Linked DNA regions of Mus musculus: region 2 is linked to region 1. The links are chromatin contacts, called in public Hi-C maps. All regions are on one chromosome and are shown on one strand. Each heading gives the region's core, a stretch centred on a gene start, on an enhancer-like site or on the middle of the called end of the contact. The rest is flanking DNA. Distances are from core to core; before and after follow the strand shown.

What was found. Hi-C and Micro-C count contacts between places; a contact is called where the count stands out from the background.
Region 2: a Hi-C map of cortical neurons shows a contact between it and region 1, with 4 times the contacts expected there. The contact joins two enhancer-like sites. A contact is called at or near these places in 5 of 484 Hi-C or Micro-C datasets (cardiomyocytes, cerebral cortex, cortical neurons and 1 more).

Annotation. Positions count from the first base shown.
Region 1 is chr16:70,566,531-70,570,968 of GRCm38.p6, forward strand. It overlaps Gbe1 (glucan (1,4-alpha-), branching enzyme 1), which reads left to right. Exons shown (of 16, transcript NM_028803.4): 16 at 2,459-3,190. The coding sequence ends at 2,515. Among named protein-coding and RNA genes, the nearest start is that of D16Ertd519e, 48 kb to the right of the region's middle. Within about 2 kb of position 2,316, at least 16 of the 459 cell types and tissues checked have an H3K27ac peak or open chromatin away from gene starts, as enhancers often do. A contact at or near this core is called in cortical neurons, where this site is marked.
Region 2 is chr16:70,865,820-70,870,319 of GRCm38.p6, forward strand. No RefSeq gene overlaps it. Among named protein-coding and RNA genes, the nearest start is that of Gm29823, 87 kb to the right of the region's middle. Within about 2 kb of position 2,627, at least 4 of the 459 cell types and tissues checked have an H3K27ac peak or open chromatin away from gene starts, as enhancers often do. A contact at or near this core is called in cortical neurons, where this site is marked.

The DNA of each region.
Region 1 (4,438 bases), core at 1,066-3,565:
GTCAATACAGTAATTTCAGAGCCAGTTGATAATGATAAAAGTTTTACCCCAATTATTCTAACCTGGTGAAAATCTTAGTTACTTGTAGCAGCTGTTTAAACCCAAGCGGCATCAGGATCTTCTTCCTGTCCGTCTGCTCCATGTTGGCTTCTCCTTCTTCTTCCCCCACTGCCACCTCTCTATCTCTCTCCCCAGCTCCTAGCTCCTGTCTCCTGGAGAGGAATGTAAACTGTCTGCTTTCTGGTGCTAGGTCGAAAACTTGATTGTTCTTTGACGTAAGATTGTTTGTGTGGCAGAGCCTTGTGTCTTACCTACAAGTCAAACTCATATCTACGATCCTAACCCATGGACTACAATCCATGTTACCATGTTACCGTGATCCATATTAGATGTTTACCCTTTAGAGGGACAGAGTGCTTTAAATTTGTTCCATGGAAGCCTAGAGTAGGAAATGAACTTACCTGAAGGTCAGTGCCGTTGTTTCTTCTCCTTTGCTTTGATGGGTTTTCTTTTGTCTGTGACTTCACTATAGACATTTACAATCCCTGGGATTGGAGCTTTTCTTTATCGGCGGAAGACTTCTACCTCACATACGTACAGCTTCCCTTTGTTGGAAGGATTTTCTACATCTTACTTTAATCTGGGTCTTAGCTAAGAAGAATACCTTGGATGAAGTGAATTTCAGGAGCAGTTAAATTCTAATGCGGTTTAAAAGTTAGCAGTCATTAGTTCAATGTGTAAATTATAGGTAAAAAGATTGGGGCATTGAAATGCTTGATGTCCCCACCTGTAATGACTAAGGATGTGATGTTTACCTTTCTCAAAATACTTGATGGCAAACCAGATCGTGACACTGGACTAAGTAGTGGCTATTGGCATTTGTTAAATTTTTAACAGATGAAAATTATTTTCCAAATGACTGTTACATTTAAGGAAGGATGAGAAAATTGCCTCTAGACATTGCATTCATAGCAGAATTTTATTTAAACTACATCTTTTAACATGAGCTATCTTTTAATGTTTAAAACTAGCCAGTTCCATTGGTCTGCCTGACTTTTGCAAGCATAATTGGGATTCTTTACTGTAGATATCTTAGACAAGAAATAGTGAGGTCATTTGCAAAGTTAAACGGCAAATGAGATTATTTTTTGTTTTTCTTCATAAAGCCATGTTTCTTGTCGTTTTTAATTTGGTTGTAAACTATAAGAGACATTTTTAAAGTGTCAAGTGTTTGTGTAGAGGTGAAATAACTGAATATAGTAAAATATTAACAAAGAAATGGAGAGAGGTCTCATAATGACATCAGTGATCTACAATTATTATTTTATTATTTACATTGCTACTTCTTAAGTGTGTTATGTAGAAAATAAATCAGGTCACACAGTTCATTAGTTATAAATTTTATAAAAACTATGTTATGAGTAGTAATTTTAGAGGAATTTTTGGAAGTGTGTTCCTCAAGTAGTTACAATTTTTTTTTTTTTAATGCAGCCATTATTTGGACCCAACTTTCCTAATGGCACCTGATAGCTATGAAAGACCAAGTGATATTTTACCCCCACTTCCTTAAAGTGGTAAGAGGATAGATATCTGGAAAGAGAAAGAAAGAAAGAAAGAAAGAAAGAAAGAAAGAAAGAAAGAAAGAAAGAAAGAAAGAAAGAAAGAAAGAAAGAAAGAAAGAGAAAGAAAGAGAAAGGAAGGAAGGAAGGAAGGAAGGAAGGAAGGAAGGAAGGAAGGAAGAGAGGGAAACGAAATACACAAATTACGTGAAAGGACCCGAAGGAGCCAAACGGCTGTGTGATTTAAATGGAGTGGAGAACATTCAATATGTGGTGGTGTCCTAGGGTAACCTGGCCATCGAGCTACGGATTGCTAAGGCCTGAAAGCTATAGAAACCAGGGAACCAGGGAAAAGTTTAGAGCATAAGATACCTTCCGGACAAGATTCAGAGGCGTTTAGACTCCTATAGCTGTAGTGGGAGTGTGATAGAAACCATAAGGGCAGATCGCAGTAAGATAAGAGTGTGGAAAGCGTATGACCTATCTCAGAGAAAGGGTCCTTTATTTTGTTTGTTTCTTATTTTGTTTTTTCTTTAATTGGGTTAACATTATTGAGTGCCTGACTATTGTATTTATTCTTCCAATTACAACAACGGTGTGAACTGCACGCAGCCCTTGTACACCAACTAATAGTGAGATTTAAGTTTGAGAGCCCTTGACTTCATTCCTGTAAGGAATTGAATCTTTTGTAAATAGTTTGGAGCCCTCTAGTGGTTACTGTTGTAATAGCCCTTGCTGCCAAAACTGCTGAATGAATTTGAGCCTTCCGATGGCTGGTAGAATTCCGTGAATCACTGATTACAGTCCTGTGAGAGACTGCGTGGTATATATGTCACTTTGATTTTACGACAGCTTGTTCAACATTTCTTTTAATTACACCGTTGCGATTGTGTTGACAGGTGTACATTCCAAGCCGAGTGGCTCTCATCCTTCAGAATGTGGATCTGCAAAACTGAAGAGACCTACACTCAGCCCATCTCACGCCGACGTGTTGCCGCTGATCCCCCTCACAGTGTTGATAGCGTGTAAGCTTTGCAAAACACTGCTGTCTAGCCAAAACATCAGGCTGGAACTCAGCGTTGGAATACGCAAACATATAAGTTGCTTATGAAGGATGTGCTTAAAATATTAGCAACGTCTATTTCAAAGCCATCCAAGAAATTAGGATTTGCAAATGAAGTGTAGCACATGATAATTTTTAAATATTACTTTTCTGGCAAAGCATTCGATTCTTTCATTTTAAATTTGAATTATTCATCAGGCATGATTATTTTGGCTGTAGTAAAAATATTTTTTGAGATAGATATTTGGTGGCCTTATTTGTTCTATATCTACTTGTCTTAATGATGAGGTACTGAGTTTGTTTCTTTGCTGTGTTTTTTAATTGTGTTTAGAAATACTGTATTAAACACATAGCACTAATATAAAATGAGAATCTTATAAAAGATGATATAAAAATTCGTATCTGTGCCTCACTTTGCATTAAGTTCTATCTTGTACTCTCCTGTCCGTATACTGTTTCAGTAGACGCTGATATTTCACTCTTCTGAAGACTTGAAGTGGTCATTGTAGCATTTCTGATAATGTCTTTCACTTTCATCAATAAAAAGAAAAATGCCAAATTGCATTGACTAATGTGCTTTTTATTATGCTATTATAAGGAATGATTTCCAAGAAATATTAGTGAGCTTTATCTCAACTCTGATGTGTTCTCCATGTAGAGTCGCATATGTATAATGGAGCAGGCCGCTAATTACCTTTTCTAACCAGTCGAAGCATTGTGTAACCTAAAATCAGAGAAACCAGGCTCCTGGGATGTGGCTCAGTGGCCTAGAGCACTTGTGAAAGCCAGAAGAGCTGTGCTCAGAGGTTGGGGAAGTTATTTGGTGGTTATTCGGTTATTTAATGATGGACTGCATCTGTAGGTGACCTGAGTTTAGTTCCCTGCACCACACTGGGTAGCTCACAGCTGCCTAGAACTCCAGCTACATCGTCTCCAACGTAACTTTCTGCCTTCCAAGATTAATCAAACTCATATGTATAGATCTACATGCAGGCACATATGCATAATTAAAAATAAAACCTTTACCAAGAGATGATGCAAGTTCAAATCCCTAGCACGTCCATTAAAACTCGGACTTACTGTGTACATGGATAGCCCAGGCATTAGGCAAAGATGACAGGCAAATCCCAGGAGCTTGGTGGCTAGTCACCCTTGGCAAAAAGTTGGCTTCATAAATGTGATGCCCGGTCTTAAAAGACAAGGTGGACGGTGATAGAGTAAGGCTCCTAGCATCTTCTTCTGACTTTTTTTTTAATTAGGTATTTTCCTCAATTACATTTCCAATGCTATCCCAAAAGTCCCCCACACCCTCCCTCCCCCCCACTCCCCTACCCACCCATTTCCATTTTTTGGCCCTGGCGTTCCCCTGTACTGGGGCATATAAAGTTTGCCTGACCAATGGGCCTCTCTTTCCAGTGATGGCCGACTAGGCCATCTTTTGATACATATGCAGCTAGAGTCAAGAGCTCTGGGGTACTGGTTAGTTCATAATGTTGTTCCACCTATAGGGTTGCAGATCTCTTTAGCTCCTTGGATACTTTCTCTAGCTCCTCCATTGGGGGCCCTGTGATCCATCCAATAGTTGACTGTGAGCTAGGCCCCGGCCTAGTCTCACAAGAGACAGCTATATCAGGGTCCTTTCAGCAAAATCTTGCTAGTGTATGCAATGGTGTCATCGTTTGGAGGCTAATTATGGGATGGATCCCTGGATATGGCAGTCTCTAGATGGTCCATCCTTTTGTCTCAGCTCCAAACTTTGTCTCTGTAACTCCTTTCATGGGTGTTTGTTTCCAATTCTAAGAAGGAACAAAGTGTC
Region 2 (4,500 bases), core at 1,377-3,876, 300 kb after region 1:
CTTTAAGAGCAATAAAACCTTTTGTGTGCCACTTGTGCATGACCAAGGATCCAAGATGCCAAACACTCATGGACATCAAAGATCTGCCTAATACAGCAGCTCAATGTTCCTGGATTCCTATTCAAAGAGTTTAATGATGATGGCACTCAGAAGACTATGCAAAACAGAAGCAGACATTACTATGTGATTCCCCAGGAAAGAGGGAAATTGAGAAATAGTGAGAAATTAAGGAATAAAGAGAGAAATTTCCAAGCATGTAAGATTTCCAAGATGATCAAATTCTTTTGCCAATCTTTTTTTAATAAGATCATGATTTTAAAAAATGGATAAATGTTACAGGGTTGTTTGTATTCACATGGGTTTACTTTCTGTGATATCATGGATTGAACCAATAGAAGACTGACCCACATCATCTCCTGTGCCCTGCCTTGTAAATGAGGCATAACTTAGTGCATTCATGTGCTTCCCACACAGTTAGGGGTGAAAAACAAACAAACAAACAAACAAAAAACGTGTCCATCTTTAACTATGTTGTGTGTTATTGAACTTGACTATTTGCTAGCTGCTATTCACTTGCTAGCAAATGTCCTGCTTTGTGTTAATAAAGTAATCTTCATAATTACATGGGCAACTTGCACCTTAACCACGGCAGAGAGTGAGTGACATCGACCACAGCCATCAGGAGGTGCCTGCAACTGGTTTCTTGTTGATGTGGGTCTCAAGTGGCCTGTCAGATGGAAGGTTCTTATGGGCACTTAACTTACAATAGAATCTGTTATCATAACTTACACTGAAGGAAGGCTCTATGAAAAGACACAAATGCCTTACGAGTGTTCTTCACAAGAGCTTTGTTGGGGTAGGGAAGTAGGAACAAGATGGTCTATGCTTCTACCCATTTATATAATTTAATTCTCTCATGCCAAATATATGCTCGCTTGGTCATTTTCCTCAGTGTTCCAGATCTTTTCATGGTAATTCTTTATCTTCCTTTTAACCCCAGCCTCTGTTCTCACTGTAACACATGTGAGCAACTTGCAATATCACCAGGAGCCCTTCTCCTTTACCACCTACCAGGAGCTTTCTCCTGCATCATTCTCATTTGCCACACTAAGGCATAACTTAATGTATTCAATACACTTACATTGTAACTGGGCATGGTAGTGAACTTTAATCCCAGCACTTGGGAGGCAGAGGCAGGCAGATCTCTAAGAGTTCAAGGCCAGCTTGGTCTACAAAGAGAGTGTCAGGATAGCCAGAGCTGTTACACAGAGAAATCGCGAATCCACCCTCCCAATACAAATAATCAGACCTTATACCTTAATGAATATGTGTACACACAGAGGATGTAAGATCGAAATGGTCTCTTTATAACATCGCCTATTTTGTAGTAGTAAAAATTTCAAAAATAAGTGTGACAAATAATCATTACTTAACTGGATAGCCTACACTGATTGTCTTTCCTTTTCCATTTTGATTTATGGCTTACAGATTATAACTGTGGCTGAGGTTTAAACAGGATTTTAAAAAGGAAGATAGAAATAAAAGAAAATGAAAAAAAAAGGAGAGCGAATGCAGAAATAAAAGTGAAAAGCAGATTAAGAATGACCTTAAGACACTCTAGTTCTAGTTCGATACGATCAGATGATGGTTAGGGCCACACTTGCAATGATATGGGAAAATGGTAGAACTGATGCTCTCAGCTCCTCTGTGAATGTGTTGAGCTTCTGCTTTCTCCAACTCCAAATTCAATCACTCGAGAGCATTATGCCTCTCTTCCCACACCAAAACCTCAATATTGACAATTTCAAAATTATTGTAGTTTATCGAAAAGACACATGAAGTAATGTCACTAATATGAAAGTTTAAAAGATTGTGTTAGGGAGTGCAGCCATTGTTTTTTGGACTCTCTAGGCCTCCGTCTACATTTTCCTAAAGCATAGTTTGCCTAATTTTAACCTTTAATTTCATTGAGTAGATAATCATCTTATACCTCCACATATCAGTCTGATTCCATGCCAGCTCTTCCCACCTTTAACACTAACATCATTGATGTTTATTGATCTGAGGTTCCTGCATCACCGTCCTTAATTAATTTCAAACACAACAGAATATTTGGGGAATTTATATTCCGGAGCCCATTGATTTCTTGTCTTGCTAGTTTTAATCAGATTTGGGGAAAAAGGAAGATTATGTCAGGGCTGTCTACTCATCTGCTGCTTATAAATGGCATGGGCTCAATCATTAGAAACACTTCAATTGAATAATATTTCTAAACTTTGAAGTGATCAAATGCACCTATTGCATACACATATAATAATATTTAAGCACCAGTTTAAAAAAATGTGTGCTCTAACAAACAAATATTTCTCACACGGCCTTTTAAAGACACAGGGTTTTGTTGCAGTTTATAATGCAGTCTTTATTCTACTTCTCCACTCTATTATATGGCACTGATTTTGAGGCAGACTCCCACATAAATGGCCTAATAATCATGTGAAATAATGGGATCCTGGCATAAGCTTCCATGCTCTGTTTTAATGATAATTCAGAGAGTAAAGTGTATATAATTCTAAACTCACATCTCAGAAGGCAGGTTTTTGAAAGAATGGAACTGCTCATGCTGTTTTGTGGCACAACAGTGACAACCAGTGGTCGCTGACGATTTATTACAGATTTTATATAGATGAAGAAGAAACTGTATTTAACTAAAAATAATCAGCACTAAGAATAGCTTTCTCTTGTTCCCACCCCTGTTTCTTCCTGTTGCTAAAAATAGGAAATTCCTCACTTGACTGAGGAATCATTTTTACACTAAATATCTAAAGTGTAGATTAAAGTGTCTTTACTCAGAGTTCACTGAGGACCCTAACAAAAAGAGACTGACTGAATGACTCTTGATGGAGTTCATTCTATGTAAAATATAAAATAGATCATTTGTCTTTTTTTTTTCTTTAACCTGAAAGATAACAGAAATCTTACGGTGTGACAACAGGTCTAAAACTCCACTGGGCAACAGTTGTGACTGGCTAGTCATCATGTAACATCCCAGAATACTCTTGTCTGCCCTCCTAAAAGATCCATTGTTGTTCTCAAATGAAAGAACAAATGGGGCAAAGTTTTGCTAGATGCAATGACCTAAATCCCAAGTGGTTTTCCCAAGGATTATGGACTTTCAGAAACTGTAAACATTTAATACTAATGATTTAATCTCTGTGTTTATTTTACTATTCTTCAGAGAGATGTACTTCAACATTCCTGAAACTCTCTCTGATACAGAGCAAACTCTAACACTTACCAGCTCCCTTCTTTCTTTCTAACATTCATGACATTCCTATTGTCTCAAACCATCCTCTCTCTCTCTCTCTCTCTCTCTCTCTCTCTCTCTCTCTCTCTCTCTCTCTCTCTCTCTCTCCCCCAAACCTCCGTTTCTGGCTTGCTGGCAATGCTGTAAGAGTGCTTATGGCAAATTTGCTTCTGTAATCATAACTTGAACCCATCTGGGGACGAGGTTGGCTACAAGCTTAGTATTTCCACTTAACATATTCATGATTAGCATGCACAGAAGGAGTAGAATTAGGATGAATGTTTTTGGAACAGTACAGATAAATCCTCATAAATGTAGTACAACAGCTCGGGAAACGCACAGTGCAGGAATGTAATGAAGCTGAACTCTGTAGAGAGTTTGGTATTCTCAGTACCATGCCTCTCCTAATGAACTCATTTAGATTAGAAAATGGATTTAATATTTTATTGGAATTAACCTGAGCCAGTAAAGAGGATTACAATTTCTTTCCATAAATATAGTGACATTACAGGGTGAGGCAGTGTGTTACATGAATATTAAGCACTTTATGAACGTTGTCATGAAGCCAAAAGGAGTAAGGTGATTATATTTTAATATAGTGTTACTGTTCTTACAATAATTTAATTTGAATAGCATATATATATATATATATATATATGTTTAAGAGATTTAAATCAGAACTTTGTTGCTTTTTAGAGCTATAATGCTCAGTGATTAAAATTAAGCTCAAGACAGAGCACATAAGCAAATGGCTTCTGTAGAAAGTTGGTTTTCCTAAGAGTGAGGTTAAGTGACAAGAGTACTTGGCAAAGAAAGGGAAGCTAAGATTGACTTTAACCAAAGGCAAGGATCCTCTCCCTACCACTAGGAAGAAAAGAATTCATTTGCTGGTCCTGACTATCTTGACATACACAAGTGTCCAAGAGGAGAATATTACTACATTGGTGGCTGAGTTTTGCCTCTCCTCTTCCTCATCTTGTCTTTTGTTTTCAGTTCATAGTCATGTCTATTTTGTATGATGAACATACTTCTCACCTCATTTTCTATCTGAGATCCAGGTAGCAATCATGTACCGTGTCTAAAGGAAGCAGGTCGTGAGCTATTGAGAGCCATGTACGCTCCTTGTACCCCCTCTATCCTCGAGCCAATTTCTGTCCTTATGTTTTGAAATGGAGCTGATATATTGTGGGCAAGGG